2 separate regions of the Cyprinus carpio genome follow, and region 1 is linked to region 2. A link is a contact called in public Hi-C data. All regions are on one chromosome and are shown on one strand. Each heading gives the region's core, a stretch centred on a gene start, on an enhancer-like site or on the middle of the called end of the contact. The rest is flanking DNA. Distances are from core to core; before and after follow the strand shown.

Evidence for each region. Hi-C and Micro-C count contacts between places; a contact is called where the count stands out from the background.
Region 1: a Hi-C map of skeletal muscle shows a contact between it and region 2, with 4 times the contacts expected there. The contact joins two enhancer-like sites. A contact is called at or near these places in 6 of 8 Hi-C or Micro-C datasets (liver and skeletal muscle).

Annotation. Positions count from the first base shown.
Region 1 is chrA19:13,725,792-13,732,133 of ASM1834038v1, reverse strand. All of the region lies in intron 8 of LOC109112341 (nuclear factor of activated T-cells, cytoplasmic 1-like), which reads right to left. Among protein-coding and RNA genes, the nearest start is that of LOC109066293, 16 kb to the left of the region's middle. Within about 2 kb of position 5,088, at least 1 of the 8 cell types and tissues checked has an H3K27ac peak or open chromatin away from gene starts, as enhancers often do. A contact at or near this core is called in skeletal muscle, where this site is marked.
Region 2 is chrA19:13,683,545-13,690,633 of ASM1834038v1, reverse strand. It overlaps the pseudogene LOC109112343. Among protein-coding and RNA genes, the nearest start is that of LOC109112341, 6.8 kb to the left of the region's middle. Within about 2 kb of position 1,488, at least 3 of the 8 cell types and tissues checked have an H3K27ac peak or open chromatin away from gene starts, as enhancers often do. A contact at or near this core is called in skeletal muscle, where this site is marked.

The DNA.
Region 1 (6,342 bases), core at 3,839-6,338, 38 kb before region 2:
TCTAAGATCCACTGATGAAATTCAAAAGGTATTGGAAAACCATTTCAGTTTGACCACTAGTTGAGACACAAGTCCTTTTACGACCTCTAAAAATCATGTAAGCCTTAAAAATTCGAACAGTCTAAAGGCTATGACACAAAGAGAGAGAGAGGGAGTTTTAGCAGACACGTGTGGGCTGAAGGAGGTGGATTTCCTCCCCTCAAGTGTCGCTCCCGGCCAACACCAGGAAGCCTGCTGAGGAATTCCCTACAAATGAACCATGTCCTTCATGCTCCCACTGCAAAACTGCCTAAGGGACTGAGAAGTCACCAGGAATGCTGACATTCCCTCTAAACAATGAATCCGAATCTGTCTTTCATCTCCTCATGAGGCGCGGCGCACCCAGTCTACTGTACCTGACCTCGGCCTGACACGGCCTCTTCCCAGGCTCCTGATTTCATTTTTTCTCTAAACTGATACAGGATCATTCTCCAAAAACTACAAGAACTATTACTCGGAAACACCTTGCACCATCAACAACATACCTAAGAAAAATTGGGAACAGTCAGCTGACAAAACATTAAAAACTACACTTAAATTTACCCCATATGCAAAATACCAGAACTCTAACCACTGATATACTGAAATGGAAGCAGGAGGAATATTTTTCACAGCCTTAGAAATATTCAAATCCATTAAGATTTCATATTCGCTTGAGCATAAGCCAATATGATATGCTACTGCCAATGGCGTTCTGACTGAGTAGCACTAATACGTGAACAGGAAATGAATCAATAAGATTGGCTCAATTATGGGGAGAAAATCACTCATGGACGTGCCACACAAACACCACTCCATGCTGAAACAATTAGGAACCTTTGACAGTTGGGAGTAAATCATGCCAATACGTCTTCTTGAAAAATTTGGTGAGCACTGACAACTGCCATGGGAGTTTGGACATTAAAACACAGGTCTCTTGAATCACTAGGTTCCCATCTGTCAAAACAGAGGAGGTTGGGAAGAAATACCTGCACGACTGCACACATGCAATAAAATTTTATTCACATGATTTATGGTGAGCTGGACGTTGGTGAAAGCATCTTTTCAAGTCTAAAAGACTACTGAATGAACTGCAGGGACAGACACTTTTTTGGGGGGAAGTTGTGGCCTAATGGTTAGAGAGTTTGACTTCTAACCCTAAGGTTGTGGGTTTGAGTCTCGGGCCGGCAATCCCACGACTGAGGTACCCTTGAGCAACCCCCAACTGCTCCCCGGGCGCTGCAGCATAAATGGCTGCCCAGTGATCTTTGTTTGTGTTGGGGGTGTGTGTGTGTTGATTGTTTTTTTTGTGCACTTTGGATGGGTTTTATTATGTTCATGTATTATGAGTATGGGTCACCCTACTTGGCTGTATGTCATGTCACTTTACAATTACACACCAAACACAATACATCATCACTGAATCACACCAATCACACCGACACTAATCACCAAAAAATATATGGGGTTGGCAAGATGTTTTTGAAAATTAGTCAAAATACAGAAAAATTAATATTGTAAAATATTATTACAAAAAATATATATATATATATATATATATATATATATATATATATATATATATAGATAAGATCTTGCTGAAACTGAACCTTTGAATGGCATTAATCAGGTGAATAAATAGGCAGTCATTAGTTCATTTCTAAATGAATCAGTGTTTTGGATGATTCAGTTGAATAAATGATTCAATGATTCTTTCTGTCTGAATGAGTGAATCCCTACCACTGATGCAGACTGACAGTCTGTCTGGAACAAACACAGACAAGCAGAGTGATACAAATGGTGGGACACTATCAGCCGATCAGAACTTAGAATAGAGGTGAATTAGTGGACCTTCTAAAAGATAATAGGTTCTTCTTTGGTAATATTATTGGTAGTACAATTATGTGATAGCTAGTTAACCATGACCTATTGTGTCATGATCCAAATACCCTTGCTGTGACGACGAAGCATCTACTAAGACTTTCAGCATTCACCACATGTTCAGATTGCACCAGATTCAGCCCAACTCTACTATATCTCTTACTATGTTCACAGCTCCTTTGAGGTTTCTCCTTACACTGATCTGATCATCCAAATACATTTGAACTGTGTGCCTCATTGGCGTGAATAACAGTACACACAAATTTCTTGTGAACTCAAGCTTAAGGGAGCATACCACAAAGAAAGAGTACAAAGACAAACGTGAACATATCCAAAAGCAATCAAGATATTTGTGTTGAGCGGAGAGACTCTAGTAGGGACGAGCCAAGATGACAACTTACATTTGAAGAGGTTTCATTTTGTTCAGAGTGCTCATGGTAAATAAAGAGGGCCTCGGTAGGTGTTGACACATGCACTAACATTTTGAAAAGACCAAGGAAACTTTGATTGTTTTCAAGTCTCTGTTGGCCAACAATTTTGGTTTGGGGTTTTGGCTAAGGATAGCAGCTAGTGACTCATGTACTGCAATGCTGCTTTTGTAGACTGTTGGCTTGAAAAGAAAACTGTTGGCAGTTGCCATAGGATACATCTCAATTTGCTGCCACATTTCGAATGAGGATTCTAATGAAAGGATTCAACAAGTGATAAGTGACTGGATACACAATAATAAAGGTGAAATATGAGACACTGCTTTAGGATTCATATCAAACTTACAAGCGTTTTTGACTTCAGCCTGGTGCTGTTTGAGTTGGCAAAAAATAGTCAAGACTTACCCTTCATAACCTGATAAACTTAGCATGACTCAAGAGGTATTTCAGCACGTGATAAATGATTCAGAGTAAAGATGATGCATGGACAGAGTTTATAGTGTTCATAAATCAATGCATTAGCCAGTTAAGTTTTATTAGCCCTCTGCTTGGAAAAAAATATCTGGATGTTAGATGCCATTTTCAATTCAATAACACATTCAAAATGCTAGACCATTTAGCACATTAAAAACAGTAGACTATTTTTAAAACAGCATCTTCAACAATTGAGCATGGTGCTAGCAAAGCCAATTCCCAGGGATTGCAAAATCCATTTTTGTTCAAGGAAATATAGTTGAAATAGAATAAATAAAAATATTAGATAAAAAAGCTTAAAACTGCATGAAAATTAGAAATGTTGAAATAAGTGTAAGTTGAAGTACTAAAATTAGTAACTGGACATAAAAAAAAAAAAAAACTGAACTAAAACTTTTACTGAAATAAAAATAAATGAATCCTAAATAGTAATATAAAAAACACAAAAGATAATAGCATATAACAAAATTATTAAAAATATAACTAAAATTAAAATGAAGACAAAGTATAAAAAAGCTTATAAAAATTTAATTCTAAAAGTATGTAAATAATGCTGAAATAACACTAGAACTGGTTAAATGTATACAGTATCTTCCACTTGAATGCAAAGTAAGTAATAGTATAGAAGTGTTTGCCAAGTTCATAAAGGTAAATGTCTGAACATTTAAAACCAAACAATTCTGTTCAGACCCGCTTAAGAAAGCATGGCATGACCCATCCGGAGTCAATCGGATGTTCCATTCCATTCAGTGATTCCAACATTTAAATAAAAAGTTCAGAATTCATATTTTTCAGACTAAATTAAGAAGTCCTTCAATTAGTTCAGAAACAATTTTTTTTGTGTGTATACTATTTATTTTGACAAATGCACCTCTTGAACTTTGATATAAAGATCTCGTATCTCTGGAATTGCTGTTATGACTCTGACTGGGAAGTGAATATGTGGATGTGAGGTAATCCAAGAACCTGCTTCCTGCTGGACCAGGATAAGCGGCAGCTGGATCCGTGTGATAGAGCCTGGAGACCTGGCCCGTGCTCTACCTTCAGGAAACAATGGGGGAACAAGGAACTACCAAACAATTATCCCACCAATGCTGTTAGCCTCATTAAGGGGTCCGCAAGCGGCAACACTCCCAGAAGTCCTAACTGTTCAGCAGAAAGAAAAGAAAAACAGACCCCGGGTCAGGATCACAATCACACTGGGATTTTTCATCTACGCAATGACTGGCAACATAATTGACTCACAAGGGTATATCTTCCTCAAAAACTATGTTAGCTTGACCAAGTACCAGACCACAAGATGTTTTTGGCCTTTGCTACAATACAAGCAAAATTACGATAGTGTTAGTCATCGACTTGGAGGTGTCTACCAATGTCTAGCCAATCTTGTCTCCTCAAACACTTATGTAAGCACCCACCAAATGAGATTATTTAAAGGGATATTAAGTTCACCCAAAAATTCTGTCATCATTTAAAAAAAAATCTCTGTTTTATTTTGGTCCATATATTTAAAGTCAGTTGGGTCCAATATTGTTTCAGACCCCACTGACTGTCATTGAATTGGCAAAAACTGCTAAAAAACTTAAAATGTCTTGGAACAACATGCAAAATACTTTAATATTTCATAAACAGGACTAAAGTTTACAGTGCTTTTTAGTTTTGAAAAACATTTCCACTATTTATAGTCATAAATGAACAGTGTATTGGCTAAACAAGACAATTATTCTAAACTCACCACGTTGCATAAATATATTTCACAAGTCGTCACTGTACTTGCTCAATGCTCTAAAAACAGTCAAACTGCTCACCACTCCTACATGCATTTCTTAACAGCCCCACAGGCTAAATTGGAAAGTTTGTTGTGGTTTCTTATGGGGAACCCAGCTCTTGGGTCACGTGGTGTGGAGCGGTTCCCGTAGTGACCCCCTCCTTTACTGCAGGATCTACTGCTTTGGCTCGGGTCGAGCTGGATCACTCTTTCTGGCAGAGCTCAAGCCACAGGCTTGGGTCGGCAGCGGCCAAGTCAGTGTGCTTTATTGCAGTGAGGCCCCTCAAAGCTTACGGCTGGTGAAGGCCAGGAGCCAGGCTCGCAGCCAGCTTTTGTAAGAGTTTCCATGAGTAAAAGGGTTTGTAACCCCTCCTCAAGGAGCAAAGGAAAACAACAGAAGGAGCTTATCAGAGGAAACAGTGAGCAGTAAATTAAGACTGAAGGACTGGTTAAGCGGTTGGTTGTGAAGTTTGAAAGTACCTTCATGACACCCGACAGCTTATTCAAGTATATAATAAGAAGTAAGAACATCTTCAATGATAATAAGACAGCTAAAGCATCAGAAAAACGCAATACTAGACAGACCGACAGCTGTGCATGATGGACGACGGTTTTGTGCCAGTAGAAAAGTGCCTCTGTTTCAAATCAAATTAATGAGAGTGGTTGACAAGCTCAGCGAATGCCACACCTGACAGAGTCCATTACAGATACAATCTAGAAGAAATGCAATCCGAATGTATAATGACACGGGAAGCCATGTTAGCGCTTGGTAAAATGTGTTATATTTTGCCAGGGGAGAAATGACAGGTAATAATTTTGACAAGCGAACCCATAAAAAATCCCGCTCTCACTCCATGCATAACTACTTGTCCATGTTTCCGCTTAGTTTGAGCGGTATGGACTATATTTCAACTGCTCAAACGAATGAAGACTTAAGCCTCATCTGGAACTTAAGGAAACCACTATGGCATCTGTAATCCGCTATCTGACATCTACTTTAAACTCCAAGAAGAGATCTTAGATCACTAGCAAGACAATTTGTCTCACTAAATTAGAATATAAGAGTTTTATGTACTCAAAAGTGCTCTTAGGGCTGAAGGAAGGTAGACACTCAAAGGTTTAAAAAAATGCTGATGGCCCATCACATGTTCAATAGTGTTGAAAAGCTGCAGGTTGAATGGTGTCCAGACTATTTGTATATTTCCATGATACAAACTTAATGACATTGCTGAAAAGTGACCTCCTGTTGGACTTGAAACACCATGTGATGTTTTAGCAGATCTTTTCATTACCAATAATGTTTGGGCCTCTGCGAATACACTAGAGAGCCATTAGTCTCAGTATCAGTACACCCACAAACCAGCCAGAGACTGCCTGATGCATATTATAGGCAAAACTAGACAGTACTTTCTCAATTTGGCAAGTTCTAATCTGACTGGCTGACTTAACATCCCAGAGTCAGGGCACTTTGTTTTAATCAGTAGGCCTGGGGATAAAAGTTGTGTTTACAAGGAAAAAATATTCACAAGGATTTGCCAAAGTTCGCCAGGCTAAATGAGAATGCAAAGGGTGCTACTTATGTATGGTGTTGGACTTTCGACTTACTGGTGCAGTTTGGATGAGGGATATTCAATTTAATAAAGAAAAAGTGGTCCAAGGCACTCAGAGTAGTCACAGCTATAGAGATACAAATTCATAAAAATAAATATTTTTTATGTCTATATAGCCTATTAAAATAGAAGATAGTTTGAATTGTTATTATATATTTCACAG
Region 2 (7,089 bases), core at 239-2,738:
TTTCGGACACCACTACAAATGGTTGCGCCATCAAATAGTGCACTACATAAAGATATAGAGGATGATTTTGGACACAGCCATAAGTCAAGATGCCTCCAATTGTGTCCATATGTGTCCGTCTTTAAAATCGTCTGGAAGCGGTGGGGTTTGTGCTATTGGATTGGGGACAAAAATCACCAGTGGTTAATATCAAACCACTGGATGGCAAGATTGACCAATCAGAAAGGAGTATTCCAGAACTTTGTGTAATAATTCATTAGACGCCCCCGAAGGCAGGTCAGCCAGTTTACACACACTGCAACACTGGGACATGAAATTTAGTCATAATTTTCTCATTTATATTCCAAAGACACCTTAATAACGGTTATGAACAGGAGTAGCAGTGGCTTTACGACTTCAAGAACTACTAAACACTAATGATAATGATAATACAATGAGTGCTAATGCAGTTAGCATGGCTCGTGTGTCAGCATGATGCACTGCTGAGTTTGCTTTATAAGGTTTTCGAGAATATACAGATGACAAATTATGTTTCCAAACAGGATGCATGGGCGGCAATGTGCTATTATATGTATCAATGCATGGCATGCCATAGACAGCAAAGACATGTGGGACTATGTAACGTGAGTTCATAACTAATGCCACAGATGTTGAATCGTCTGTCTCGGAGATGTTTAAAAAAGGCTGCACACTCATAACAACGGCATGAATCATAATATGCATGTGCATCACTAATGATGTGTCAGCATTTAAAAGTTGTTAAAATAAACTAAAACCACATTCAACCCCCATGTGCACCCAAATGTTCCTCTGTCTATGTGTGATTGGTCCAGAAAGGGGGAGTCATTGATGTCATAGGTCTACTCACCTCTTCTTACAAGTCAATAATGTTCCGTCTGGCTGGCAGGTCTCATCATCATATTTGTGGGTGACAATACTGGGAATGACTGATTTAATGGTGGTCTTCTGGAAAGACCTCAAGGTTCCAGTTTTTTCCTCTTTTCCTAAATAGATAAAACAGATAAAACCCAGTTTGAATGCAGAAGTTGAACTTCAGATGACTAGGGCTCCATGAGCAACTGAAAATATGTATGGGTTAAATGTGACCATGCTAGGCAGGTTAAAAATACATGGTGAAGATAATGTAGTACACGAAAAGCATGCTTTTTTAACTTTATTTTTTTTAAAGTCACAACGGGATTGCAATCAAATGTGTTATTTTAGTCTTTTTACGATGTGCCTTATGAGTCCATGTCATAAAGTCCAGACCACATTTAAAAGTAAGCTGATGAACATATAAAGTGCTTAAAGTAGAAACAGCAACAGCAATTTGAGGTGGTATTTACATGACATGGCCTTGGTTATAGACCTGCCCTCTGCTGTACCTTGGGGCTTCCTGTCTCCACTGAATGCTCCCTTTGACTCTGTGCAGTGACGGAATCCCCAAGTCTGTTTCCTGTTGTGTAAGGATGTTGCCAGGCAACTGTGGCTGTGTTCCAGAGGGGAGGGATTTCATGTGCTCCCACAGGCAGACTGAGCAAACACAGACCCTCTGCCCAGAGCTCCACTGTCGGGCCCAGACGCAACAGTGACTAACCTGTCCACAATACCGTGAGTTGAGCAACAAACAGCAGGAAAGTCATTCCAATCGATTTTTAAGATAGTGGAATTGAGCAAAGGCTGCCCCTGAGAATAAATTACCCAATTTTCTTGTGGTTCAATAAAACTGGGCAAAAAGAATTAACCAATCAATCCAATTCTTTTAAACACATAATAGCACCTTTCTTACCGGAGAAGAATTATGAAACATTTTAACAGATCAAAACACAAGATTTAATAACAAGATTTAAGAATTTTTTTCGCATTATTTCCTGTATATCAAATAATTGTATAATAATAAATTTTCAGGGGAATCTTTAGCTCAATAACAGACAGAAAGAATGACAAATAGTCTGGATGGAGGGATGGAACGACAGACTGATAGATAACCACAGAATGGTAAAACAACATATAGACAGAAAGAACAACAAACCGATAGACAGATAGAATGGTAGAATGAAAGACAAAACAATAGAACGGTAGAACAAAAGAACGATAGATTGATAGATAGAACGATAGATAGAATGACAGAACGGATAGATTGATAGACAGACAGATAGAAAATAAATATAAAAATAATATATATATAATATTAATAATATAATAAATAATATTAATAATAATATAGAGCGATAGATAGAATGATAGATAGAGCGATAGAAAATAATATAAATAAAATAAAATATATATTATTGTATTATTATAATATATATATATATATATATATATATATATATATATATATATATATATATATATATATATATATATATATATATATATATATAAATAAATCGATCGATCGATAGATAGAACACAAACACCCTTTTAAGGATGTAAATAAATAAATAACCAAAATAAAACTAAATGTGAAGGTTATATTGATGGACAGACTGTGGACATTTAAACTGTTGAAATAATTGCCGACAAACACAGCTGAAGATTTTCATTGATGGTAAGAAAGTGCTTAGCTAAAGGAGTATCCCGAATCAGTGTCCACCTACAGGAAACACAATGCTTTGAAAAAACAGATACACTTGAGACAGTAGCAAAACAGAATGACGCGTGTTGTGCCCCACATGTGGCTGATAAAACATCACAACTGCCCCACCACCTCTGCGGAAATGTCCAGTGCACAAACAAATCAAAGGGTGGAGACGCCATGTAGGCACGTGCAACGGATTTGAGTCATTTTAAGCAAAAGCTGGCACAGCAAAATTGAGTTTTGATGTATAAGTGAGGAAAGGTAGATGGAGATATACAGAGAAGGGAAAGGGAGGAAGAGAAAAAGATAGATAAGATGAAAGAGAAAGCTTCCTGGCATGTTAATGCCAGTGGACCATCACATCTAGCATGGGGTCGCTGTAAACCACAAGTTTCCTGCTTTGTAGAGTGTGTGTGGGTGAGTTTGGGTGGAGGGCTTGATAACACATTGTCTCAGTTAGTACAATACACACTACCAGTCAAAGGTTTGGACACAACTGTTCGTTCTTTATTACGGTTTTACACATTTTATAATAATGGTAAAATCATCAAACAACGAAATAAAACAAATGAAATAATGTGTATATTACACACACTACAGGTCAAAAGTTTGGGGTCAGTACTTTCTTTTTATTTATTTATTTATTTTTGCAAAGATGCATTCAATTGTTCATAAGTTATTTATACGTTATTTAAAAAGTTATTTAATAGTTGTATTTTTAAAAAATGCTGTTCTTTTGAACCTTCTATTTATCAAATCTTTAAAAATGTTGTTTCCCCAAAAACATTAAACAGCACTGGTTTCAACATTTATAATAATAATAAGAAATATTTCTGTGTCTAAAATCAATAAAGATATGTATTGGTTTAACCATGGTCTCAACTCTGAAAGCCTCATATTGAACAGCAATCTTGCCAGCACATGTAGTTACCATGTGGGCCCAACTTTAGGCTTCTGTGATAGTAAAAACTGTGTAAATGCCGCCCTCTAGTGGTTAGAAGCAATGCATACAAATAACTGCCAGGTAAATTAAACCGTGCTGTACTAAAAATATTTAAGAGACTCACTCAAACTGCGCCCTCTCATGGATGTTTGTCAAAGCTTCTCATGTCCTTTACACATTAAAACGGCACTTTCCATTATTAGGGTAAACATGTAGCCTTGAACTTAAAAATATTAAGTAATGTTTGTTATTTGCAACAGGATCAGTGTTTAAGAACATATTCTGTACTCACCTTTTACTCAAATTCTATATGAAGCATTTTTTACAACCATATGTATTCAACATTCATTAATTAGCAATTTAATTATGAATTCAATTATAACAAAGGCATAAATAAATGCATACCTAAACAAATGCATACATACATAAATTGATAAACTCAGATTTCCCATAAATTAGAGAAAAAAAATGTTTAACAGTTCTTACAGTGACTTTAGAAAAAAGATCAAATAAATATTTCATACTGTTAATTTTTATGCTAGATATCTACTGCTGAAACCATCGTGCTGATGACATTGAGAGTACACTCAGAAGCAGTAACAACACCATAGAAACATCACATTATTTGATCATGTATCAGTCAATAAAAAATGTCAGAAACAGCAAAATACTCAAACAAATATTAAATAAGCTATTATTGTCAGGCCTGTCACAGGGTTAGTTTAAGGTTTATATACAGTAAAAAAAAAATCAGTGGATTTCCTGAGTACAACTCAACATCTACAAAGCAGAACAGAAATCCACCATTACACACAGCAAGAAAGGAACAGTGCATGTACGTGGCATCGTCTCATTCAGTATTGTAAACACACACACACACACACACACTCTTACACACTCAGTATAGAAAATAAAGTGAATGATAAAACTCATTCCTCATTCCAGCTGACTTGGTCTATAAATATAAGGCAAGATGATCTTACACATTACTGAGCCAACTTCACACCGTCAGCACAGTCATCAAGGGACAAAACTAGTGCAGTATTTCCTGTGAATGTCCTCAAAAAATTGTAAAACTTCAAAATAACTTGATTGTGAGGCATCATTGTCTGTAAAAACACAACTGCTGATACGCAAAGTGCAACAGGTTGATTTAAGAAAAGCAAAAATGACAGTGTATCTGTAAGCAACTAGAACATCCAAATACTTTTTGTTTGCATTTTTTCACGATCTTAAAAAAGTCTTTCATTTATAACACCGATCCAACAAAAATACCACATTCATGTCTTGTTTCGATGTCATGGTGTTACAATACGTAATAAAAGTCAATGAAGACAAGCATCAATCAAGTTTGATTTGTCAAATATCACAAAAAGTCTAATGTCAAGGTTATGCAATGTCTTTTAGGATGTCAGGTTGAGAAGACCGTTGCTCCCAGAACAAAGAGTTCCCGCTGTAAGAAAACAAGCTGTGCTGTGGTTTACATTTACACAGTTTTGCAGCAGGATCATATGGCAAGGGCAGCCACAGCATTCCGAATTCTACTTCAGTATACAGTCATGCAATCAGAGCCACAGGTATTTATCAAGCCCCGCCCACCCAGATCTCATTTATAAACTTAATAATACAGAATGTGCTAAAATAAGAAGGAAATGTGTTAATAGGTGTGATAATACTAATGATGAAAGGTTCATTGTAGCTGATACTTTATCATGAAACTATTAACATCATTACATACCACCGATAAAAAAAAAAAATCATCCAAAATCCATTCAATAAAAATATGTAATGCTGATTTTTGTCCTCCGTATACATTTACGGTAAGTGAAAAAGTGACAGGTGTGGGTGCCTAAAACCCATTGGCTTCTCTTTCGTTTTTATCTTGATCTCTTTTTTGTGCTTAATCCTCTTCAAGTACTCAATACTACTCCCACCTTCTTTAAGTGCCGAAACATGATGAGCACAGAAACACTCATATTAGTTTATAATGGCAAAGTCAATATATATATACATGCACTAATCACATTATGTCACTGAAAAAGCATTCATGAGGCACACATAAACAGCATCATAAAAGCACTTTCAGGCATTTGTAGCTGATGCTTAAAGTGATGGTTTGACTCAAAAATGAATGTTTGGTCATTATTTACTCACCCTCATGTGATTTCAAACATGTAGGAATTTCCTTCAAGATAAAACACAAAAGCAGACGTTAAGATGGTGCAATTTTGAAACGTGACCGACCTATGCTCTCCATTGTATGGAAAGGAGCAACATGAACATTCGGCTAAACTTCTCCTTTTGTGTTTCCCAAAAAAAAGACTGTAAGCCATAAAGGTTTAGAACAACATGAGGGTGAGTAAATGATGTTAGCTTGTTCATTTTTTGGTGAACTAACATTGAGCATTTTAAAAAAAGGAACAGATGAGTTTCAAAGTGTTTGATGTAGCAGTCACGTGTGCCTTTTGACACCATGTGACCATATGGAAAGTTTAGGAGGAGAGTTTGGAATAACTTGGTGGGGAGAATTTCCGTTTCAGATATTTGATGATGTAGAGTGGCAAACAGCTGACCAGCGTGATGACACACACTTTCCACAAGAACATCCGTGTCATGATAAATGAAAAATCTGTAGACAAACAAATCAGATGAATAAAACGTCAGGGTCCAAATGTTCATATTATCATCAAGGTGCCTTTTTCACATGTTATAAAAAAGAAGTCTGTCAGGCTGTGGATAAAGTGGATGGGATGCACTTCACCGATGGAATGTTCTGAAAAATGTGTGATCACAGGGTTAGGGTACATTTAAATGGCTCCTTCTCATCCAGGGGCCCACACCACATGAGACTGAAACCCGAGGAAGGAGAATGGATATGTTTGTGGAGACAGGAAATGATAGCTGGTGAAACAACAGAGAGAACACAGGGAAAGACAAACCTACCCAGGAAAGCTCCTAAGGTCACGCGACCTATACCTGAGGCACAGTCACAATACAGAGATGGAGAGAAAGAAGAAGAAAGAGATTAAAAGCTGTAGTTTTGGTACATCGGTCTGAACTAAATATGTGTGTTTGCTTTGAACACTGAAACCAGAGCCTATAGGACAGAGTAACAGAGGACATGTTCATTTATTTGCCATTTATTTAAGCTTAAGGGGAAAAATAGAGAGAGAGAGAGAGAGAGAGAGAGAGAGAGAGAGAATTAAAAATGTATTATATAGGCAGACAGAGAATTAAAAATGTATTATAAATAGATAGTTAAAAATGTATTATATAGGCAGACAGGCAGATAAAACAATAAAGTGATAGATAGATAGATAGATAGATAGATAGATAGATAGATAGAAATGACATTGATGGTGCTTTTTAATTGTTTGTATTTTTGTGAAGTATTTAATTTGTTTCTGTAATTCAACTCAAATTGTGAAACTCGTGTATTAAATAAATTCAGTGCACACAGACTGAAGTAGTTTAAGTCTTTGGTTCTTTTAATTGTGATGATTTTGGCTCACATTTAACAAAAACCCACTAATTCAACAAATTAGAATACTTCATAAGACCA